Regions from separate parts of the Bombyx mori genome. Here region 2 is linked to region 1. The links are chromatin contacts, called in public Hi-C maps. All regions are on one chromosome and are shown on one strand. The core of a region is the stretch at or near the end of the contact, and the rest is flanking DNA. Distances in the headings are between cores, read along the strand shown.

The links. Hi-C and Micro-C count contacts between places; a contact is called where the count stands out from the background.
Region 2: a Hi-C map of whole pupa shows a contact between it and region 1, with 1.6 times the contacts expected there. The contact joins the promoter of LOC101738498 here to the enhancer-like site in region 1. A contact is called at or near these places in 3 of 7 Hi-C or Micro-C datasets (midgut and whole pupa).

Annotation. Positions count from the first base shown.
Region 1 is chr4:15,925,975-15,932,680 of ASM3026992v2, forward strand. The region is part of intron 2 of LOC101738498 (protein spire); the gene reads right to left. Among protein-coding and RNA genes, the nearest start is that of LOC134198825, 46 kb to the right of the region's middle. Within about 2 kb of position 2,722, at least 5 of the 8 cell types and tissues checked have open chromatin away from gene starts, as enhancers often do.
Region 2 is chr4:15,992,143-15,998,704 of ASM3026992v2, forward strand. It overlaps LOC101738498 (protein spire), which reads right to left and starts at 3,201. Exons shown (of 17, transcript XM_062668357.1): 1 at 2,695-3,201. The coding sequence starts at 2,959. LOC101736631 (tyrosine-protein phosphatase non-receptor type 23) reads right to left here. Exons shown (of 22, transcript XM_038010755.2): 22 at 3,468-6,562.

The sequences.
Region 1 (6,706 bases), core at 1,472-3,971:
GCTTAGGTAGGGTAGGTTAGGTAGGTAGTAGTGCTCTGAGAAATTGTTTGAGAGGATTCCATCATCTCGTTTTTACCATCGCACCGCCCGCCACCGGAGTAGAGTTCATCCATACTCCCTGGAGCCACTGCGTTCATCCATAGTGCGTTTCCACAGATCTTTTTTGCCACGTACCATCCGGCTTTGGATTGAGCTCCCCTCCACGGTGTTTCCCGAGTGCTATGACATATCCTTCTTCAAACGAGGCTTGTGGAGAGTACTTAATGGTAGGCAGCGTCTTGGCTCTGCCCCTGGCATTGCTGAAGTCCATGGATGACGGTAACCAGTCACCATCAGGTGGGCCATATACAAATTACCCCGAACATCTGTAAAGAAAATGCTGACTTCCACCGCTATTCAATTCCGTACTTTAATAGTCATCACCTTTAATAACTTTTTTTTCCACAGGAGAAAATCGCAGGATAACCCCCCCCCCTCCCCCCGCGGCAGGTAGGTTATGTGGGAGTTGAACCTCACTAAAAACTCCTGCCGCTCACAGCCGGCAGCCTACCCCGGACCGGGCCAGAACCCAGTCGGAGCTACTGAAACGGCGAGACAGGGTTGACGCAGAGCATATTACATCCATCCCGTCGTGCCAATCGTTAATAACTCGACTAACTAGTTAACAGATAAAAATATCATTCATACAAGTAAACGTAAAAATTAAAAAACAAAAAGCATTGACCTAGTTTAGCACAAACATTATTGTCATCAAGTCAATAATACCGTGGTTCGCTTCTTGACGGTAAAAACTAAGAATCCATTCAATCATCACAAGACAAGCTCGGCGGTATCATAACTCCGTAATATTATCAGAAATACACACGATAATGATAGTGCAATAATGATAAATAGAATTAACACGACTTTAAAGATTTAATTATGACACGAGATACAGATGAAGACAATTTATAAGAGTATTTAAATAAACTAGTGGTCGCCCGGCTGTCGAAATTCGACTATAAATAATTGAAATTATAAGTTTGAACATTATTATGGTTCTATTGTCAAAGATTTCCTATAAGATTATGCTTTATAAGTCGTCGTGGCCTAAAGGATAAGACGTCCGGTGCATTCGTATGTAGCGATGCACCGGTGTTCGAATCCCGCAGGCGGGTACCAATTTTTCTAATGAAATACGTACTCAACAAATGTTCACGATTGATTTCCACGGTGAAGGAATAACATCGTGTAATAAAAACCAAAACCGCAAAATTATAATTTGCGTAATCACTGGTGGTAGGACCTCTCGGGAGTCTGCACGGGTAGGTATCACCACCCCGCCTATTTCTGCCGTGAAGCAGTAATGCGTTTCGGTTCGAAGGGTGGGGTAGCCGTTGTAACTATACTGCGACCTTAGAACTTATATCTCGAGGTGGGTGGCGCATTTACGTTGTAGATGTCTATGGCCTCCAGTAACCACTTAACACCAGGTGGGCTATGAGCTCGTCCACCCATCTAAGCAATAAAAAAAGGCTTCCAAAATCACAGATTTTGCCAAGACTACACTTTAGACAAATGTTAATAAAGAAAAACAATATTTAATCTATTCTCAATTTGACCACAGACTATCAGCAATAAGAAAAGTTTAACCATAAATAAATAGTATGCATGGGTGTGTGTCAAATATAATACATGGTTGTGAGAGTAATGTTTTATTTATTTATTTAATGTATTTTTATATTTTTTTTTTTTTAAATATTAGCATTCTGCACTCCTTCTCTATATTCTCTATAAGTGTGGAAAATTTCATATTCCCCCGTCCGCGCAATTTTCGTACAAAGGGGTATAAAGATTTTCTTCACGTATTAATTAATATACAGATATTCTCAACTGAATGATTTCAAAAATTACTATTGTAATGGATACAAGACAACAAAAAATCTACTGAGCCTCATTTTCGTTAAACGAATAAGAAAAATAAACAAGAAAAACGTGATCCGTGAATGCCTATGATTACGCATCCCTGCCGATCAACTAATGAACTCAATTACTTGAAGATGTATAGCTTCAATTATGAAGGCCGCTTAACTCATATCTCATTGACATGTTTACGTATAGCTAATGTAATAAATAACGTTATGGATCTTACAAAATACTCATGAGAAGATGCCTTTATGATTGAATGACGTTAATCCTAATTAATATTATCAATGCGAATGTTTATGAGAATAGACGGTTAGATGTTTGGTACTCTATCCCGCAAAAACTACTTTTCATTTATTTATTGCTTAGATGGGTAGACGAGCTCACAGCCCACCTTGTGTTAAGTGGTTACTGGAGCCTATAGACATCTACAACGTAAATGCGCCACCCACCTATCTACTTTATATCACACACATCCACCTGTCCTTAAAAATAAGTGTGCAATCATACACTTTACAACTAATGTCGGTAATCATTAAAAATACTTGCAGTCGTCTCATGAAATAGTTTACGCAATCAAACTTAGGAAACATCCCTATTTATACACTTACATTCACGGAAATGGCAGCTATTTTATTATCAAACTACATATTTAAATAAATATATTTGCATCGGTATTAACTATTTCTGGAAAATGGAAACCCAACGACGGCCAATAACACGAAACCGATACCAAACATATATTCACTTTCGCCCGTTTGATTGTTATCTTGTGAACTGACCGAGCGAGTACCCGACGGTGGGGTTCCTTAGTGACGTCACGTCTCTAATCAGCGTCATAACGCCGAGAACCCGAACGCCATACGAGCTCGAATATGTCTACATAATGTTGCCCTTTCTAATTTCGCCAGTTTATATTTCATTGTCCACGAGAGATGCGGTTGAACATAGATTATATTTAATTTTGTCGTTCAATGCAAAGAGTATAAAAGACAGGTTATCAAATTTTTTTTCTTTTTCCTACCTATCCTGATAGCCTTGAGAGGCTATTTCAGCTTCGCCCTAACGTGTAGGTGAGCTCACGGGGCTCAAGCCGGAGTGATGCTAACACTGGCCCTAACACGACCCACTGAGAAGATCCGGCGAGAAACTCAGTGTCTGTGGGTTGTTAATTCGCCCGTCGAGCCCTTCGTCGCAAGCGACGGGTTCGACGAGGACGGTGACCGGTGCTTGTGAATGACATGTTTTGGGCGAGGTTATCTATGCTGATTGGTATTTGTAATGAAACAGTAAGTGGGAGTTAAACTTGTGATGTGAGAGCTTCTGCGCTGAATCACGGAGCGCCCATGCTGTTAGTGGTTCTTCGATCTTTCCATCACCGATTTTGGCAGGTCTTTTTTTTCTTCTCTTTTCCTATCGGTTCACTTCTCCCCTCTTTCTGCTTTCGACAACTAAAACTGAACTGTTACTCACTAACCACTCCGTCATTTAGGGATTCCAATAAACTTAATAAAATTACATTGCTTGTTCAACGCACCGGATAAAAGTATTGTTGCAGTCCACATCATCTGACATCGCAGACAACGTATTAAAGTATCATTCGCATCGTGGGATAAAATGTAGTCAATCATGACATGACCTACCAGATATTACTTATCTAGTATTTAGGATCTAATGACCTTTTTTATTTTTCACTTCTCTCATACGAGATTTCGGGCTCAATGTCCGAATCTATTAAGTCTATGGACGAAACACCAATATTATGAGCAATAAATAAAAAAATGATACTTTTACTTAATCAACAATTACTGAGTCCAAATTGAGACTTGCTTGTCTAACGGCTATAACATATTTTCTGTCTTGGGTTTTTTGTGTTAAAGTCGTATATTTCATAAAGGTACAGATCTATATAGATATAGACGCGGCCACAACCGGTCGGGCCCCTCGTTCCGCGTTACGAGGCACATTGATCAAGTTGATCGATGTTGGTGCGTCGATAACGGACTACACTAACTCACATTCGACTGTACCGTTGAAACGACTGGTTCGTTTCGGGATGCTGCCTTCCTACTTCCCGGCGGTATCCAACAGAAGAATCATATACTTTTTTATTTGCCAATATGGATAAAGGCTCCTCTTAGCGCGAAGCAATTCGAAGCCAATAGAGATCACAATGATAGCGAAGATACTGTCCACTTTAAGACTGACCCATGGACTTCAGCAATTCCAGGGGCAGAACCAAGCCGCTGCCTACCGCAAATGTCTTAAGAATAGGAACCTATTCTACAAATTTTTGCCGATTGATGGATGGCCCATATTGTGTGGCGGTTTTTTATTTGTGATATTTCTTTTATAATGAAATAAGGCTAGCTCAATAGCAGTTGAACTAAATGCCATATTACACGCCATTAACATCTTGCTAAGTAGAGAGAACATTCTTCATATTATTTCCCTATCTATTATTTTAAGAATAACTCATCACCGTCGTATCATAAGAGCTAGAGACGTACCTATTATTGTGTAAGTACTGTATAAGTCGGCAGCGGTTGAGTATCACCAAAATAAGCAGTCGGTTCGTCGTAATAATCTATACTAATATTATAAAGAGGAAAGATTTGTTTGTTTGTTTGTTTCGAATAGGCTCCGAAACTACTGGACCGATTTGAAAAATTCTTTTTCCATTAGAAGCCGACATTGTCCCTGATGAACATAGGCTACTTTTTTCTATACTAATATTATAAAGAGGAAAGATTTGTTTGTTTGTTTGTTTCGAATAGGCTCCGAAACTACTGGACCGATTTGAAAAATTCTTTTTCCATTAGAAGCCGACATTGTCCCTGATGAACATAGGCTACTTTTTTTATTTTTTTTTTATTTATTTTTTTTGCTTTCATGTGTGTTTTAATGTTTCCGAAGCGAAGCGAGGGCGGGTCGCTAGTCTATATATAAAATTAATCCTAGTGTGTTCGTTTGTACGTGATGTATACCTTCGTTATTGTTGCCGTTTCATAAAACGGTTTTAATTACAGTACCATTAATACAAGTCAGGTGGCGCGCGATTATTTCAAAACAATTTGTGCATTTCATAAATTTAGCAAGAGACACAGAGCGGAAAGTCGTCGTCGTGTTTCACTTGTCTGTGTCTAAAAAAAACCATGTCAAAAGCCTAAAAACATTAGGACAAATAAAAAATTTAAAAGACAAACATTATAATCCTGACCCACTAACCGATAATACTAAAAACTACATATACACTGAACACACGATTTCTTCGATTTTTATATTTCCGAACGAAGTTCTGAATACCGCACGAATGAATCATCGTTATCAAATTAATTTGTATTCACAAAATTCGGACGCGTCCACTGTCAAGATTCATCTTAATACAAACACTAACGAGGATACAAAAAAAATTGTCGAAATTGTTGACCCTTGACCCGCTTCTCGACTCCTGATATGGGATAGTGTGTCAGCATTATGTTTACGATATTATTAAGTTGTTTTTTGTTAATAAAAGACAGACATACAGACACACTTACGGCCCAATCTATTCGCTACAATGTGGCGCTAGTATCTAGCAAATATTTACCAGATATACTGGTATTTTTATTGTTCAAAATGATATTAGTTAGTATCCATCTGTATGGAAACTTGTCCTTTATAAAGGGAAAGAATAATAGTTCAACAATCTAAGATTAGAAGTTTAAAGCATATAAAACATATATAACAAATCTTAGGATCAAGTGTGTATCAATATCCTAAAAACCGGTGAAAAGCCCCGATGAAACTACTGAACGATCGTAAATTCTCATCACACAACCCGTGCGTAGTACAGCAAACCTATAAAAAGACCAAAATGATCTTTAGCGTCTTACGTTGAAAAGTTATTTTCCTGTATTCCAAGCGAATCATATGACCTTACGTCTTTGTCAGAAGGTTTTGTTTGTGGACTCCGCGCCGTCTGCCGCGAGACGTTAACTGACAAAGCCAGGCTTACTGAATGAGAGCACCAAGTTGAACAGGACACAGATAACTATGTGTTTTACTAAAGATTCTGAATACATTTCTAACTTTGTGATATTTTCCTGAAGGCTTCTATCCACGTCTGTTTTGATCGATGTTCAGCTATACGCTTTCACAGTTACAATCGTATTTGTTCCATTACATCAGTAATTTTGTATAAACATTGCTAGAATAGTAATATTTAGAAGACTCGGAAATGGCTAAATATAGCAAATAAAAAAAGAACCTAAGTTTTTGTAATTTTACAATATATTTTAAAATTCTTTATTTTCTCCCAATTTCATAAAACAGACACAAAAAACGGGGGCCCTGATATAAGCGTCAATTATTATATGTTAATCAAATTTTCAATACTAAATATTATGTAAAAACCACTAATTAAGGTGTCGTTTTGTTGCCTAATCATCAACATTAAATGAAAATTGGGTTGATGTAATCTATACATCTATGCATATAAATAAAATTGGAGTGTCTGTTTGTAATATTGAAATAACCGCTTTTTACTTCATGCATATGAATATACCAAAATAACAATTTTTACAATTTTTGTCTGTCTGTCTGTCTATCTGTCTGTTTGTTCCGGCTAATCTCTGTAACGGTTGGACCGATTTTGACAGGACTTTCACTGGACTTTCACTGACAAGTAGTTGATGATTTTTTTTTTTTTATTGCCTAGATGTGTGGACGAGCTCACAGCCCACCTGGTGTTAAGTGGTTACTGGAACCCATAGACATCTACAACGTAAATGCGCCACACACCTTGAGATATAAGTTCTAA
Region 2 (6,562 bases), core at 1,951-4,450, 67 kb after region 1:
TGTGTCTTTCATAACGCAATTGTTACATGAAAAATCAATGTTCTTATTATTACAGTATATTTTTTTAAGTCGCGGTATCGACAATAAATGTTTGTTTATAATTTGACGCGGATTAATCCGTCTTTCGTCTTAAAATGAAAAGAAAGATTTTAATGATTTTTCAACAATTCTAATGTTCTATTTGGACAAACGAGCTCACAGCTTGATTTTGATGTCAATCCCAGATTTTCATAATACCGTGAAAGCCTATTCTAGCGTTGCCATTCTGAGCTGCTTCAATGGAAAATTTCACAACAAAAATAAAAGAACGTACTGCGCATAATAATGCCAGTGTTTTGTGAACACAAAAACAAAAAAAAGAAAACAAAAAAAAACATTCTCCATTAAAAGTCACCCGTCACGTTCGTAACGACAACGTGAATGCGCTACCGGCGCCACTACGCCTACGTGACGTGAGTGACGCGTAAGGCTATTCACGAATCACGAATGAACCTGGGCTCGCGGACCCTACCGGAATTACGGCTTCATAACTTTGGATGTCATACCTGCGGTAATCGATTTGTGTAACGTCGTTAATCGCTTATGTAATTTATTGTTTGAGGCTAAATTAACTTCATTAAACACTGGAACCTTTTTTGTCCCTAGTACCTATTGGCTGGTATCTTAATAGCCTTTTACAGCTACGCCCGGACGAGTGGGTGTACCCAAGGGCTCTCGACCTGACAGAATTTGCAACACCAGCCCTAAGAACAGCAGTGCGTCGCAAAATCTACCACCGGATCGGAATCGCGACTCACTGAGAAAATCAGGCGAGAAACTCAATGGACAGTGTCTATGGGTATTATTTTAATCATAAGAGTTGACTTAGTGAAATGAATCGAAATGATGGAGGCGGAGGGGCATTGAAAGAAAATATTTATAGTTTCATAATGATTGGTAAATGTTTCTATTCAATATAGAATTTCACTTTTTATTTGTGATTTAATTAGTGATAGTATCATTATAGTATATTAGTAATAACAAATTTTATTAGTGGTGGTAAGTGAAATTAATTTACTATTACTTACTGCATTTTGACTAATAACTTAAGACGAAATGGGGAATATTCAGCGCTAATACTACCACAAAAACAAAGATTGAGTTCTTGTTTTAGGGGAAATGCACAATAAGAGACTAGCGGGCTTATTACCTAAGTTATTGTGCAGTATTAAAGGCATTAAACATTTCTAAGGAGGTTCTTTACAAATGTATGTATAACTAATTATTTAATTGTAAAGCTTTTTTATTTATTTTTTTATTGCATATGTGGATGGACGAGCTCACCGCCACCTGGTGTTGCCACTCACTTCAGACTGAGGTCTCTGTATGAGGTTCTATAGTACAACGGCTGTCCCAGCCTTCTAACCGGAACGTACATATTACTCCTTCGCGGCAGAAATAGACGGGGTGGCGGTCTATCTTCCATGTGATTTTTGAATCGAGATACCTACGATATCCCGTTGTCGCATTGTTTCCGTAACTGCATTGCGTGCGATTACGCGCCTTAGTTTCTCGTCACTAATTTACGTCATCTAAAGTGTTTTCAGTAACTTTGATTGTAGCGCAAAATACTTAAATTAATAAATTTTACAATCTTTACAAAATTAAGCCGCAATCGAAATTTATTTCATTACACATATTATCACTCTTTTATATTGTGATATTCGTGTAATCACACGTTTAGGTATAGAAAATTCTTTGCAAGGTCGTTTACCAGCCAACATTAGTTTGATAACAACACCTTAAGCTGTAGTCAAATGTAATAACATGTGTTATGTTCTGAATTATCGAACCGCAGCCATTAAATTTAGATTTAATTGATGCTAGCTACGAAAAATCGGATGGTCCTCAAAGAGACATTTGATCAGACATATACTTATGTAATACTTAGGTATTTATCAAAAATGTTCATGTTGGTACAATTATAACAATTGACGATTGTATTTAAGTAATTCTTTTTGTATTATTTAATGATATTATGGATCGAAATTTCGACTTAATTATTGTTAGGCTGTAATTGGAGTTACAGTTATCGTAACGTCGTCCACCTTAATACATGAGGTCGAAATTGCATTTGAGATATGGGAAACGCACCCTTCAAATCGAAACTACATGGACAACAGCAATGGCAGAACCACAACCAAGCTTCTGCTACCGCCTTCCTGTTGATCCTGAGCATATTATTATACATACATAATTAAACTGTTTAGAATAATTGGTAACCACTTCGAGATGAGAATTAATATTAATATGCCTGTATAAATTTCAATAATCGAAAGATTTTATAGGTGTATAAGTAATTCCAAAAACGTAGCTTTTGTAGGTAATTTAGACACAAAACATCTCAGGAGGTTGAAGTGGCGGATAATTATTTTCCCAGCCCCTAAAAATTAACATAAATTCTAGACGTATTTTTTAATAATCCTACTAATATAATTTACAATATCATATTATGGTAGACGTGAGCTGAACATATCGCAGGATGAAGCTCGATAATAAAAAATGTTTTGAATATTAAATCATCGCTGCAATCGTTCCATGATTTTTGGTAATTACGTGTTTCTCGATCAGTCTGCGTGTGTAGCGTTGATAAGAGCAATTATTTATAAAATCCATCAGAATGTTGATCATAAATTTTGTTTTTAACGCACGTACCTCCTGGATGCAGCAAGGTGCTGGGATGTATATTCCCATCTTTATGTAGCAAGATATGCTTAGGCTCGGTCACCAAGTAACAGGTGTTTCCGTCCGCAATGCATCTCTGGAAGCATCGCGCCGACTGATAGCACAGTGCCCAGGCGTGCTCCTCGCTTATGGACGAGTTGAACGCCTCCAGGATCTGCTGGAGGCTGATGCAGTTCGAAGCGTTCAGCGTGAACTCCGTCCCGCCGGTCGCTCCGGCAATACCCTTGCGCATCATCGCGCTCAGCCGGCCGGCCAGCGACCATCCATCCTTACATACAACGTTCACAACACAACACCGATCGTGCCGCACTTTTATTCACATAAAAATTTCTCACAAAAATATATAGTAAACGTGTTTTTATTGTCACCGTGCCTCCCCCGAAACGTCACTGTCACCGGTTGACAAGGGGGTGGTTTGAAATATTGTGTTGTTGTGCTCGCGATCGTTCAGCGCATGCGCGAGCCGCGTCAGTCAAACGATCAGTACGTACGAACACTGCGGACGTGTGTGGCAGACTGGCAAGTGGCGGCGAGCGACAGTCCGCGGTCCGCGCTCGGCTCCCAGCCTCCAAACTCGGGGACCGAGATGCGCCCTACCCCTTACTTCCTATTTTCCTCGACCAAGCACGAGAAACTTCATATTACGCACGACTATTGGTACTTCGATTTCCCGATCGACTAGCTTCCATTTCGTTTGGCGGAGATAAGATACGAGATAGGTGCGTTTCACAATAATACAATGATAATTTGAACATTTTTATTTTATTTTATTTTATTTCAGTACATGTAAACATCACTAATCAATCCATTAAACAATCTTTCGATGACGTAATGGTTTACCAATTAGTTTAAAAAAAAAAAGGAAAATCTTTAAGGATCATCGTTACACTCGTAATATTATTTGCAACTTTTAGATAGTACACTTATTTGCAAAACTCAAAATTTTGTTGAAAATATTGACAAATTGAGTTTTCTATTATAAATACTAAAAGATAAATGGAATGTTAATACCTAAAATAAATTACACAGACAATTCAAATCAAAGATTTAATACAAAGTGTGTTTAGTTGATGAGTACAAATCAAAAAATTGTTTTGCATTAAAAGAAGTGTAGTCATTTATTTATATTTTAATTCGAAGAAAATGTATTTATTATCTTATCGAACAAATATATGACAATACCTAAATAGTTTCCTTCTATTATAATTTAAAAATCAACACGATTGTGACAAAAGATCATATGATTTACACAGGGATTACACAGGGTGTATTGGAACCGTTCCGGGACATGAAAATTCTTAGTAAAGTAAATTCATAAATTCAAAGGATAGTTCTCTCATTTGGAAAGTCTCAATTGGAAAATCATGTTTTTTTTCCGTAGCACGCGATGTAAAGCAAACAAAAGCTGACAGACTAGCGGGACTCTGATACGTACCGATGCGATGGTTAGCTGCTTTCTCATTTCATTACACTCACGTTTTAAAAAAAAAAAATTCACGACATAGCCTTACATCTCTATTCTCAAGCATTTAAAAATAGAAAAGACTCAACGTCTATCCACAACCTGCCTACAAAAAATATTGCGGTATTTTGGTCATGTCGCACGCAGGGATATCAGCAATTTGGAACGCCTTGTGGTGACCGGTAAAATCGAAGGAACAAGACCTAAGGGTGGAGGTCCCAAACGATGGTCGAACCAAACAGCGGAGGAACTAAAAATACTTCTCAGAGACGCACTCCACCAAGCTACAGAACGGGATCGATGGAGACAGCTAGTTGACGGAATCAAACTGAGTCACGATCCTCAGCAATGAAGGACCGATTGAAGAGAGAGAGAAACTCACATGAGCCTGCAAGTATTCATATTCAGTGTGTGAATACAGGTTTCCATTAACCTTAGTCTTTAGAATGAGCTCAACGGTGTTTCCTAAGCGCTGACATGTCCTTCTTCCAACGAGGCTTGCGAAGAGTACCTTACGGCAGGCAGCGACTTGCCTGTGCCCTTAGCATTGCTGACCTCTTACCATCACTCGTACGCTCGCTGACCACTTACCATCAGTCGTACCGTATCCTCGTCGGCCTACAAAGGCAATAAAAAAAAGGTTAGTGTTTATCATCCACGAATAACAAGACACTAATGTAATAACAAATAACCTTTTTTTATTAAGTTTGAGAGATTACTGGTGGCCCGGAGGTCTTCCCAGTTTCACCAGGACAGGTGGGGCGAGCAAGGGCTCAGCCAGGATGAATAACATTCAGCGGATTAAGCGACAAGACTCGCTCTGACATGAGAACGAAGGGCTCTGAACCCATTGTACACCCCCTCTTCCATTAAACAAATAAAAATCACTACCGAGACTATGAACTCGTGACAAACAGCTGATTTATTGGCCCCAACGTTTTTCACCGATTTGTAACAAATCATATTGCATAGATGGGTGGACGAGCTCACAGCCCACCTGGTTTCAAGTGGTCACCTGAGCCCAAACGTCAGGCACGCCTCCGCCCACCTTGAGATATGAGTTCTAAGGTCTCAGTATAGTTACAACGGCTGCCCTACCCTTCAAACCGAAACGGATTACTGCTTCACGGCAGAAATAGGCAGAGTATGGTACGTACCCGTGCGGACTCACAAAAGGTCCTACCGCCAGTAACTGTATCCACGAACTATACCCTAAAAATGTATTCACAACACCCGCATAGGATGGGTAATCACGTGCTACCCGTCACAGCCTAGCGAGCTGACTCCCGGGGCGAACTTCCTATATATGCGATTGTCGCATAAATCCTCTATAGACTTGACAGCTGTCAAACTTGTCATGGTTGACAGCTGAATCATTACTAAAATATTAAAAATAAAACTGATTTGCAATTCAAAAAAATTATGGGTTAGACTTAAACTTTGTTTACAAATGCTTTAATTTCAATACTTCAATAGTTTAATATGTATTCTTTTATAATAGAATAATATGTTTTTATCAAATTTAAAAGTAATTTTATGATTTACACATTTTGCGTACACGTCTTTAGTAATATTTACGTATAGATTAAATATAATTCCCTTGGAAAAAAATAATATCATTTATTTTTCATAATATCTAAAGTTCTATCTAATTTTACATTTACTTTTTATCGTTTTAATTTTATTATCAGTCGAATTTTTTTATTCAATGCAACATCGTCATTTTATTATTAACTTTTCTATATTTCTGTGACCTATTAATACTGATCAAAGAAATTAAATAACATTTTCACGTATTCGATCGAGTTGTTCGTTATTTATATGTGTATATCACTTTTTTATTTCGTGATAGTATTTCATTTTCATCATCCATTCTTTTTTTATTGTTGGCAACATTGGTGAATATTTCGTCACATGGAAACGAGGTGATTTTGTCGGAGAGAGAAAACATCGGCTTGTTCATTTTAGCTCAACGAGTGCATATTCTACACTACATATTTGGAAAATGGCCATAGTGATTCTTAGATAACGTCGACTAACCTAAGTTTTATAATCACATTATTTCTTGTAATCAGAACCAAATACTCAAAAAAACGAATTTCACTAATCCGTTTGTTGTTAATTAGTAATTATTTTTATTAATATTCAATCACAGTCTAATTTAAGCTTCTGTATATTGACCATATTAAGGTTACATCTAAAATAAATATATTTTGCTTGGATGTGAGAAAATCAGTAAATATAAATATCCGACCACTGAACCATTTCGATTCTAGTCTCGAAACTGTTTTCGTTACTTTAAACTTTATTTAACTTTAATCTGGAATCGTACAAGCTATTGGATACTATGGACGCGTCGCTCGAGACACGTACAAA